Regions from separate parts of the Xenopus laevis genome. Here region 1 is linked to region 2. The links are chromatin contacts, called in public Hi-C maps. All regions are on one chromosome and are shown on one strand. Each heading gives the region's core, a stretch centred on a gene start, on an enhancer-like site or on the middle of the called end of the contact. The rest is flanking DNA. Distances are from core to core; before and after follow the strand shown. Region 1 holds the start of LOC108719140 (glucose-fructose oxidoreductase domain-containing protein 1). Region 2 overlaps LOC108719140 (glucose-fructose oxidoreductase domain-containing protein 1).

Region 1 (4,214 bases), core at 245-2,744, 43 kb before region 2:
TAGTTATGGGACCTGTTAACCAGAACGCTTTCTGTATAAAGGATCTTTCCGTCATTTGAATCTTAAAAATGTAAGTCTACTAGAAAATCATTTACACATTGTATAAACCCAATAGTTTTGCTTACAATAATTATTAATTATATTTCAGTTTGGATCAAGTACTTGGTACTGTGAACACAGAGAAACTGTGCAAGGCCTTGCGGTCCTAGCACCTGCTGTCCGCTCATGCGCCATAGCAATGGGGTACACCGCATTCGTAATGCAGCTGGGCGGCATGCCCCCCCTAAAATTTTGCCGCCCTACGGCTGGGCCTTCGTGGCCTTGCCACAAATCGGGCCTGACTGTGCTACAGAAAAAAAATCATTTTTAAAAAGTTGGATTATTTAGATAAAATGGAGTCTATGGGAGATTGCTGTCCTGTAGTTCAGAGCTCTCTGCATAACGGGTTTCCAGATAACGGATTCTATACCTGTACTGTAATTTTTGCTCTGTTTCTAAGTGAAGCTGTAGAAAAAGTCAAAGTTCTTGGCTGGCTAGTCTAAGTGTGGTTTTGAGTAACTTGTCTTCCTCACTTGCATTTGGTGGCAGCACTTACTCTAGTCTGCAGTTAGCTGTAGTCATTAGCTACCTAGGATTACAAAGTGGCCCATAGCAGATGTTTGGGGCATTGTGTGTTTTTGATATTTTATGGGGGGGGAGGGCAGGCCCGGACTGAGAATTAAAATACGCCCTGGCATTTCAGGTACACAGAGGCCCAATCAGCCCACATAAAGGCCCAAACAGCCCACTAAATACTGACTTTCTATGGCACCTTATAGCAGCCCCTCTGGCATTTGCCCGAACCCACTGATTGTCAGTCTGGCCCTGGGGGAGGGTGATGTCAATATAATGCACTTTTTGGGGTTATTTTCTGCCGGCCCAGACCGGTCCTAGATTGGCCCCCGGAGAATATAACATTTCTGCGGCAAAGTGTGCGTCCCGGTAGCGCATGCACGCGGTGGGCCGGTTGTTCGCCAATGCGCGCGGTGCATCTGCCTTTCGCGCATGCACACATCGCACCGGCTTTTGCTAATGCGCACGGGGCCCCCGTGGTTCAGAACCCGGTGGGCCCCAACTGCACCAGTCCGGCCCTGGATATCACCCACATATATATATATATATATATATATATATTTTTTTTTATAAAGTATAAAAAAAAATAATGAAGGCCAATTGAAAAGTTGCTTAGAAATGGCGATTCTATAAGATACTAAAAGTTAATCAAAAGGTGCACAACCCCTATATCTTATTGAGAATATGTGTTGGTGGCCCGACAATATAACGATGCACTAGGGCCAAGTCTTGAAAGACCCAGTTGTCGTCTAATAACTATTTCCTGTAAGGCGCACCCTGCCTTAAAAAGGGTGAGGCTGAGCGGCTTGTAGGTCCATCACAGGAAACATGTACAGACTGCTTCCCTGCACCTTCTCAGCAGTGACTGTCACTAGGAAGGAAGGCAACAGTTAAACACAACCCTAGCCAATGGGAGCCAATGGGATTGCAAGTAGCAGAGAGGGCGTTGCAGGAAAAGACATCCCCTCCACATTAGGTGACAGCAGCTGGCTCCTCCCCCTGCCAGTACGAAGCGCCTGTGATGATGACAGAGAAAAGCTAACACGGAGCCAGAGCTGCACCATCCTCTCTTTCATTCCGGGAGCTGCTCCCAAGCTTCCTACAAACACGCGCACTTGTGTTATTGGGAGCAGCTTTATCCAGCCTCTTTTTTGTTTCATCCTTTCCGACATTGCGTTGTAGTTTCCCAAGAGGAAGTGGTGGATCCTGGCATGAGCTGGGCATGGAGGGCAGAGATGGGGATGTGGCCCCTCCATTCTGAGAGGTGAGGGGAGCAAGAAGAAGGGTTTGCATTTGTATTAGGACTTCCTTTCTGTATAGTGCACGCGGCTGCAGCACCCAGCTCCCGTCTGTTCCCTGTCAGGGCTCTGCTCAGCTATGCTGCCCGGGGTAGGGGTCTTCGGCACAAGCCTGACATCGAGGGTGATTATTCCGCTGCTGAAGGACGAGGGCTTCTCGGTGAAGGCGCTATGGGGAAGGACACAGGAGGAAGCCGAGGAGCTGGCTAAGGAGATGAGTGTCCCTTTCTACACTAACCGCATCGACGACGTTTTGTTGCACCAGGACGTGGATCTGGTTTGCATCAACCTGCCACCTCCTCTCACCAAGCAGATCGCTGTGAAAACCCTGGGTGAGTGCAATTGACTAGCAACAAGTCCCGGTGCTGATCTGATCACTATTGTGCATGACCTTTACGCAAGTGTCACCGGGGATCACTGCTAGGGACTCTCCCAATGTGTGTGTGTGTGTGCAAAGGAATCTGAATGGGCAGCGATTACACTGGGCACCCAGCTGTGCCCTCATTAGTGAGCCTTTAACTTTCTGCCTCTAGTGCTTGGCAGCATTTTATTATTCATCATCCCTTTGTTCACATGGTTTTTCAGGCAGATGTTTGATCAGTGCTCACACTGAATACCTTTGAACATTATTAACATTGCCTTGTTTATAATTTTCTTTATAAAATATTTGCTATTTTGCCTTTCCCTTGGTGGCACTCACTGTATGGTTATAAAGAGTTGCTGGCAGTAGGTCAAGGACAACTGGGGGCTGGAAATTTGGATACTCTGTTTAATGTGGCGCTTTTGCACACAGCTCTTCTTATTCTACACTGTCACCTGACATTTCTCTGTACCAGTATCAGGATGTACAGTATTTTTTAGGTCTCATGTGGTGCAGTGAAGCTACTTTTGGGCTAAATGCAATGCCGGAAGATGTTTTACTTTTCAACCTGCTTAATATAGCCAATTACCAGGGCATTAACTGGCCCACCGGGATACCAGGAAAACTCCCGGTGGACCCAGGTGTCAGGTGTGCTTCTAACCATTTAGCCAATTTCATAGTCATTCCCTATTCCTTTATGGGGAAAATGCTTAATAATGGAAGAATATAGTAAGTAGATATAAAAGACTAGGAGAATAAAGAATTTGAGTGAGGAAAGGAGGAATAATAATTTGGAAAGTGGGCCCCACGGTCTAAGGTTTTCTGGTGGGACCCTGGCATCCCAGTCCGACACTGGGCATTAATATTCCTTAGTCCATAACTGTGTTGTTTTATTTGGAAGGGCTCCAATACCTGGTAAGAAGGAAAGATATGGGAAGCATTGCTACAGAACCACTTGCAGTGGCTGTCACAAATATAAGTGATATTTTGGCCTATTATTTGCTATTGTCAGCTGTATTGTGTTCACCTCTGTAATAGCTGCAGATGAACCATAGAATGCAAAATCCTGGCACCCAGGGATTGATTCCCTCACTTTTGTTCAAGTAAATCTTGAAATCAGAAATCTGTCTGTATATGCTTAAAGAACAATTCTCTATTTATGAGACCTTCATTCAGAGTCCTGCCTTGGGTTGGGTACCTGCATACTGCATTGCAATGTTTGGTGGGTAGTTAGATGCTGGTGTGGATCTGTTGACTTGGCTCTTGCAGAGCATTTTGTTTTACGTCTCTCAGATTAGCATATCCATCTTCCTTCCAGCTTTCCACTAGCCCTCGGATAACATCTGTATTTATAATGCTATCGCTTACCGGTATGTGTTTCTGGCTGGGGGTGAAGCTGTTGCAGGTTGGGTAGAGGGACTGAGTGGTAAATTTGGATTGGGTGTGAATCTACATGATTCTACTTGTGCTGGTACCTAACATGGGATATAGCTGGTAAAAATCATACAGTCAACAAAGTCTGAGCTCTCAAAAACAGGGCCTATTGATCTGTTTACTTTATTCCCTTATTTTCTCCTTGTCTTGAAATGTAACAAATATAAGTAAAGAGGAATCATTATTATAGCATTCCTTTTAAACAGGTGCTGAACCGGTAGTAAAATGCTTTAGTAAACAGCATGCAATCTGTCTGATCACATGTATCAAGATCTACTGTGATACTGTATTATTCAAATATGTCAAATCTATGCATCCCAGATGTTGATTAAATAAAACTCCTGCCAGCTCATTACAGAATTTGTTAGCTGAGATCTATAGTTTAAACAGCTGGAAGAATGTTCATGTTCTTTATGGTAGATTTCTGCTAATCTAAATCAACTGTAGTAGTGTTAGTGTTTTGTAGCATTATGCTCCACCTGAAGTGCATTGAAAGTTTTGTGTGATGT
Region 2 (4,247 bases), core at 707-3,206:
GTAAAGGGTAAAAGCAAGGTGCTTGCACAGCTGCAGCTTCTTTACTTCTGCAGTTTGACCAACAGAGGATCTTATGCAACCTTGAGCTCCAGGATCTCTGAGCAAAATGCGTTTACAGAACAGATCATTTTTAGTGACACCTTTTGTACTAATACTTTCTCATTCAGTTTATTTTTTATGACCACAAGGTTCTCACAGGGGTTTTTGCATTGTTTGGTGTCAGCCAAATATCTATTCATCCAGCTACTGCACCTGGTTTGTCTCTAAGGAGGCTGCTTCTGGGAACTGACATTGCTGAAACTCTGTGAATGTCTTGGAATGTCTGGGTGATAAGCACATAAATACTGTGATTTTTTTTTATACAAACTTCATGTTACAACTTGCTAATATAACATTGTGTATTTAAAACTTACATCATAGTAAAGTGGTACACAACAAGCACATTTTTACCTACAAACTTTCCTCCATTGTAATACTGCACCTAGGTTTTACACTCCATTGACCATGTCTTCCGTTAAGAATAAGAGTGGGATTATTTTGTATGTTTATATAGGTTTAAATCCTTAAAGTTACTTAGTGGAAAACTTTGGATTGCAATTGTTTTTAGTGTTAGATGTTTATGTGTTAGAATTGCCCTTATCTCTCCCACCAGCAGAGAGCCTTGTTTAGCTACATGAAACCTTAAGGTGGCCATACACGTAGAGATCCGCAACTAGTAGCTTGTTGTTTTCGGTTACTGCATCTGGGCAAACTTAGTGCCTTTTATTACATAACCAGCCAAGTTTGAAAGCAGCTAGTAAGTTGCAGGTAAAACTTAGTCCCTTTGTAAAATGTATAATGAAGCAATAGAATTCTTAATGAATCAGATAAAATTGAGCATAGGACTGGCCTCTTCTATTTGCCTTTTATTACATAACCCCTTGATGTATAATATTCACATTCTGTGAAGCCTTAACAATCTTTATATGATGAATGCACTGCACATGCTGTGCCTTTTTGTCTTGAAAATTAAAACTCTCTAAGGGAGTAAGTGCAAGACTGGCCTGTATGGTATCATGTGTACCTGCTACTGGTTCTCATGGCATATGCCAGCTGGCAACATGCTAATTCCACTAAACTGGCCTTGTATGACACCATGTGCAAGTCAATATTATACTTTCTTGTGCACACTAATATATACCAAGTACTGGTTCTCATCACACCCAAATGCTTCTCCAATCTGAAGTCCACTACAGTACTAAAAAGGACGGAGGAACACAGATTCCTCTTGGTGGGCCAGACAGAGCCCCCTTAACTGTGCAAGAAAAACCACACATGGGAGCAAAAAACAATTGGTTTCTCAGCTGAGATCTACAGAATGTTAATGTGCTGACTTGAAAATTCAGTCAGCCTATGATGCCATCAGCATATATATGAGGCCCACACTGCAATGCTATGTTCCCTTTTGTGATTGGTGTATGGATAGCAGGTTCAGCCTGGGATTCAAAAATAGGCCATAGTAGTTCAAGAGAACTTTTGCCCAAACAACCTACCATAGGCACAATAAATAGTGACAATCTGTGGCGTCTTACGGCAACCCCTCTGGAATTTCCCAGCATCCACAGACTGCCAGTTGGTTGGTGAGGTCTGAAATAAATGATGATGATGTTTCAGCCAAATCCCAAATGCATTTAGTTATTCATTGCCCATTGTGAGCTTATGACAGCAGCATTATTGAGATATTCAGTCTCTGTGGACATGAGCTGAGGAATTTCTTCTCATTAGAATTGTTTAATACCAGCGGAAAACATTGTGGTTCTAATTTGAATCCTTCACAAAATGTTTATTGTTTGCTGCCTGATATCAAACGAAAGGAAATGGTTGCTTTTCCTCTGAACCGTATAAAACAACAAAGGCTTGTACACACACACAGGGTAATGAAGCTGTAGGTGCAGTAGAGCCATAGATGGGGCTAAAATAATAAACCAGCCATGCACCATATGCTGTAATAACACTCACAAGGGAACGGTAACATCACATTGATATGCTCTCTGGTTGCTGGGGTCACTGTGCTATTTAATTGTTAGTATAGGTATGGGATCCAGCATCCGGAAACCTGTATCATGGTATGGCTGTCTCCCATAGACTCCATTTTAAATTAAAATGTTTAAAACTGATTTCAGTAAAAAAATAAAACAGTACCTTGTACTTGATCCAAACTAAGATGTTATGAATCCTTATTAGTGGAAAAATAATCCTATTGGGTTTATTAAATGTTTAAATGAATTTTAAGTAGACGTAATGTATAGAGATTTAATTTACGAAAAGATTCCTTATCCGGAAAACCCCAGGTCCCGAGCATTTGGGATAATAGGTCCCATGCATTTATTAATTTTTCTGTGTATCTTTCTTTTCGGACCCACTTCTGTAATTACATTCTAACTTTGCTGCCTTTGTCATACTGAAGGTTAATTTACCCTTTCTTATAATGATATGAAATTGGAGAACTTCTCACCTTAGCTTGTCGTATAAGGGACAATAACTACCATTTTTATCTGCAGGACAGTTTGCATATGTTGAATTTTTTTTAAGATTATTTCTCCTTTTCTGTCTTTTAGGCATTGGGAAAAATGTTATTTGTGACCGAACAGCTACCCCATTGGATGCTTTTAGAATGATGTCAGCTGCACACTACTACCCCAAGCTGATGAGCATCATGGGAAATGTCTTACGGTTTCTTCCTGCTTTTGTGAAGATGAAGCAGCTAATACAGGAAGGCTATGTAGGCGACCTTCAAGTGTGTGAGGTTCAGGTCCACAGTGGAAGTCTTCTGGGAAAGAAGTACAACTGGAGTTGTGATGATCTCATGGGTGGAGGTGGTCTGCACTCCGTAGGGAGCTACATCATTGACTTGCTGACTTTCTTAACCAGTCAAAAAGCTGTGAAAGTTCACGGACTCCTGAAGACCTTTGTGAAGCAGACAGATCATATAAAAGGTATACGTCAGATTACCAGCGATGATTTTTGTACATTTCAAATGGTGCTAGAAGGAGGAGTGTGCTGCACTGTCACTCTTAACTTCAATGTCCCCGGCGAGTTCAAGCAAGATGTCATTGTTGTAGGCTCAGCTGGTCGACTCATTGTAACAGGGATAGACCTTTATGGACAAAGAAACAGCTCCTCTGACCGTGAACTGCTTTTAAAAGACTCAACCCCTGTCAGCAACTCTCTTTTACCCGAAAAGGCATTTAGTGACATTCCATCCCCATATCTTAGAGGAACTATTAAATTGGTACAGGCCGTGCGCCAGGCATTTCAAGACCAGGATGACAGGAGAACATGGGATGGTAGGCCGCTGACCATGGCTGCCACATTCGATGACTGTCTGTATGCTTTATGCGTAGTTGACACCATTAAAAAATCTAATCAGATTGGTGAATGGCAGAATATTGTGATAATGACTGAAGAACCTGAACTGAGTCCTGCCTATTTAATTAGCGAAGCAATGCGCAGAAGCAGAATGTCTTTGTATTGTTAGCTTAGAAATCGCTTGAACTTAGAATATGGATTTTAAGGCACTTAAAAACAAACTTGTGCCAGGGTGAATGATGCAGCTTTGTGACGCAATGCATTTATCTTGGATTCATTGCTGTTTCCAGAAAGAAACAAATCCTTCTCTGTCCATATCAGATAAAACTGTGAACTTGTATGAGAATGTATTTTTTGGTTGGGTTGGTACACAAAAAAGAAATTATATTATTTTGTCTTGTGTATTGAAAACAAACGGGTTATCACTGAACATGTCTACATTTCTGTACAGGATGCTTGTATAAAAACTTTGCAAAATGTGAATGTTACTGTCACTGGATTGTATTATGAAACCTGTACTGAACATTTACCTGAGATGTTAAATGAGATATGAAACAAGTAATCTCAATGCCTCAGTATGCTTCAGTGATGTCCAGACTTTAAAAGGGATACTTAAAGGAATACTGTCATTGGAAAACATGTCTTTTACAAAACAAGTTAATAGTTCCGCTCCAGCAGACATTGAAATCCATTTTTCAAAAGAGCAAACTGACTTTTTTTATATTTAATTTTGACATGGGGCTAGACATATTTTCAGTTTCCCAGGTGCCCCAAGTCATGTGACTTGTGCTTGGATAAACTTCAGTCAGTCTTTACTGCTGCACTGCAAGTTGGAGTGATATCACCCCCCTCACGTCCCCCCAGCGGCCCATCAGCAGAACAATGGGAAGGTAACCAGA

Evidence for each region. A called contact is a pair of places that touch in the nucleus more often than the background predicts.
Region 1: a contact with region 2 is called in a Hi-C map of the XTC cell line, with 2.5 times the contacts expected there. The contact joins the promoter of LOC108719140 here to the enhancer-like site in region 2. A contact is called at or near these places in 2 of 4 Hi-C or Micro-C datasets (the XL177 cell line and the XTC cell line).

What each region holds. Positions count from the first base shown.
Region 1 is chr6L:97,141,104-97,145,317 of Xenopus_laevis_v10.1, reverse strand. LOC108719140 (glucose-fructose oxidoreductase domain-containing protein 1) reads left to right here and starts at 1,494. Exons shown (of 2, transcript XM_018267801.2): 1 at 1,494-2,242. The coding sequence starts at 1,990.
Region 2 is chr6L:97,098,285-97,102,531 of Xenopus_laevis_v10.1, reverse strand. It overlaps LOC108719140 (glucose-fructose oxidoreductase domain-containing protein 1), which reads left to right. Exons shown (of 2, transcript XM_018267801.2): 2 at 2,598-3,908. The coding sequence ends at 3,517. Among protein-coding and RNA genes, the nearest start is that of LOC108719140, 43 kb to the left of the region's middle. Within about 2 kb of position 1,956, at least 1 of the 7 cell types and tissues checked has an H3K27ac peak or open chromatin away from gene starts, as enhancers often do.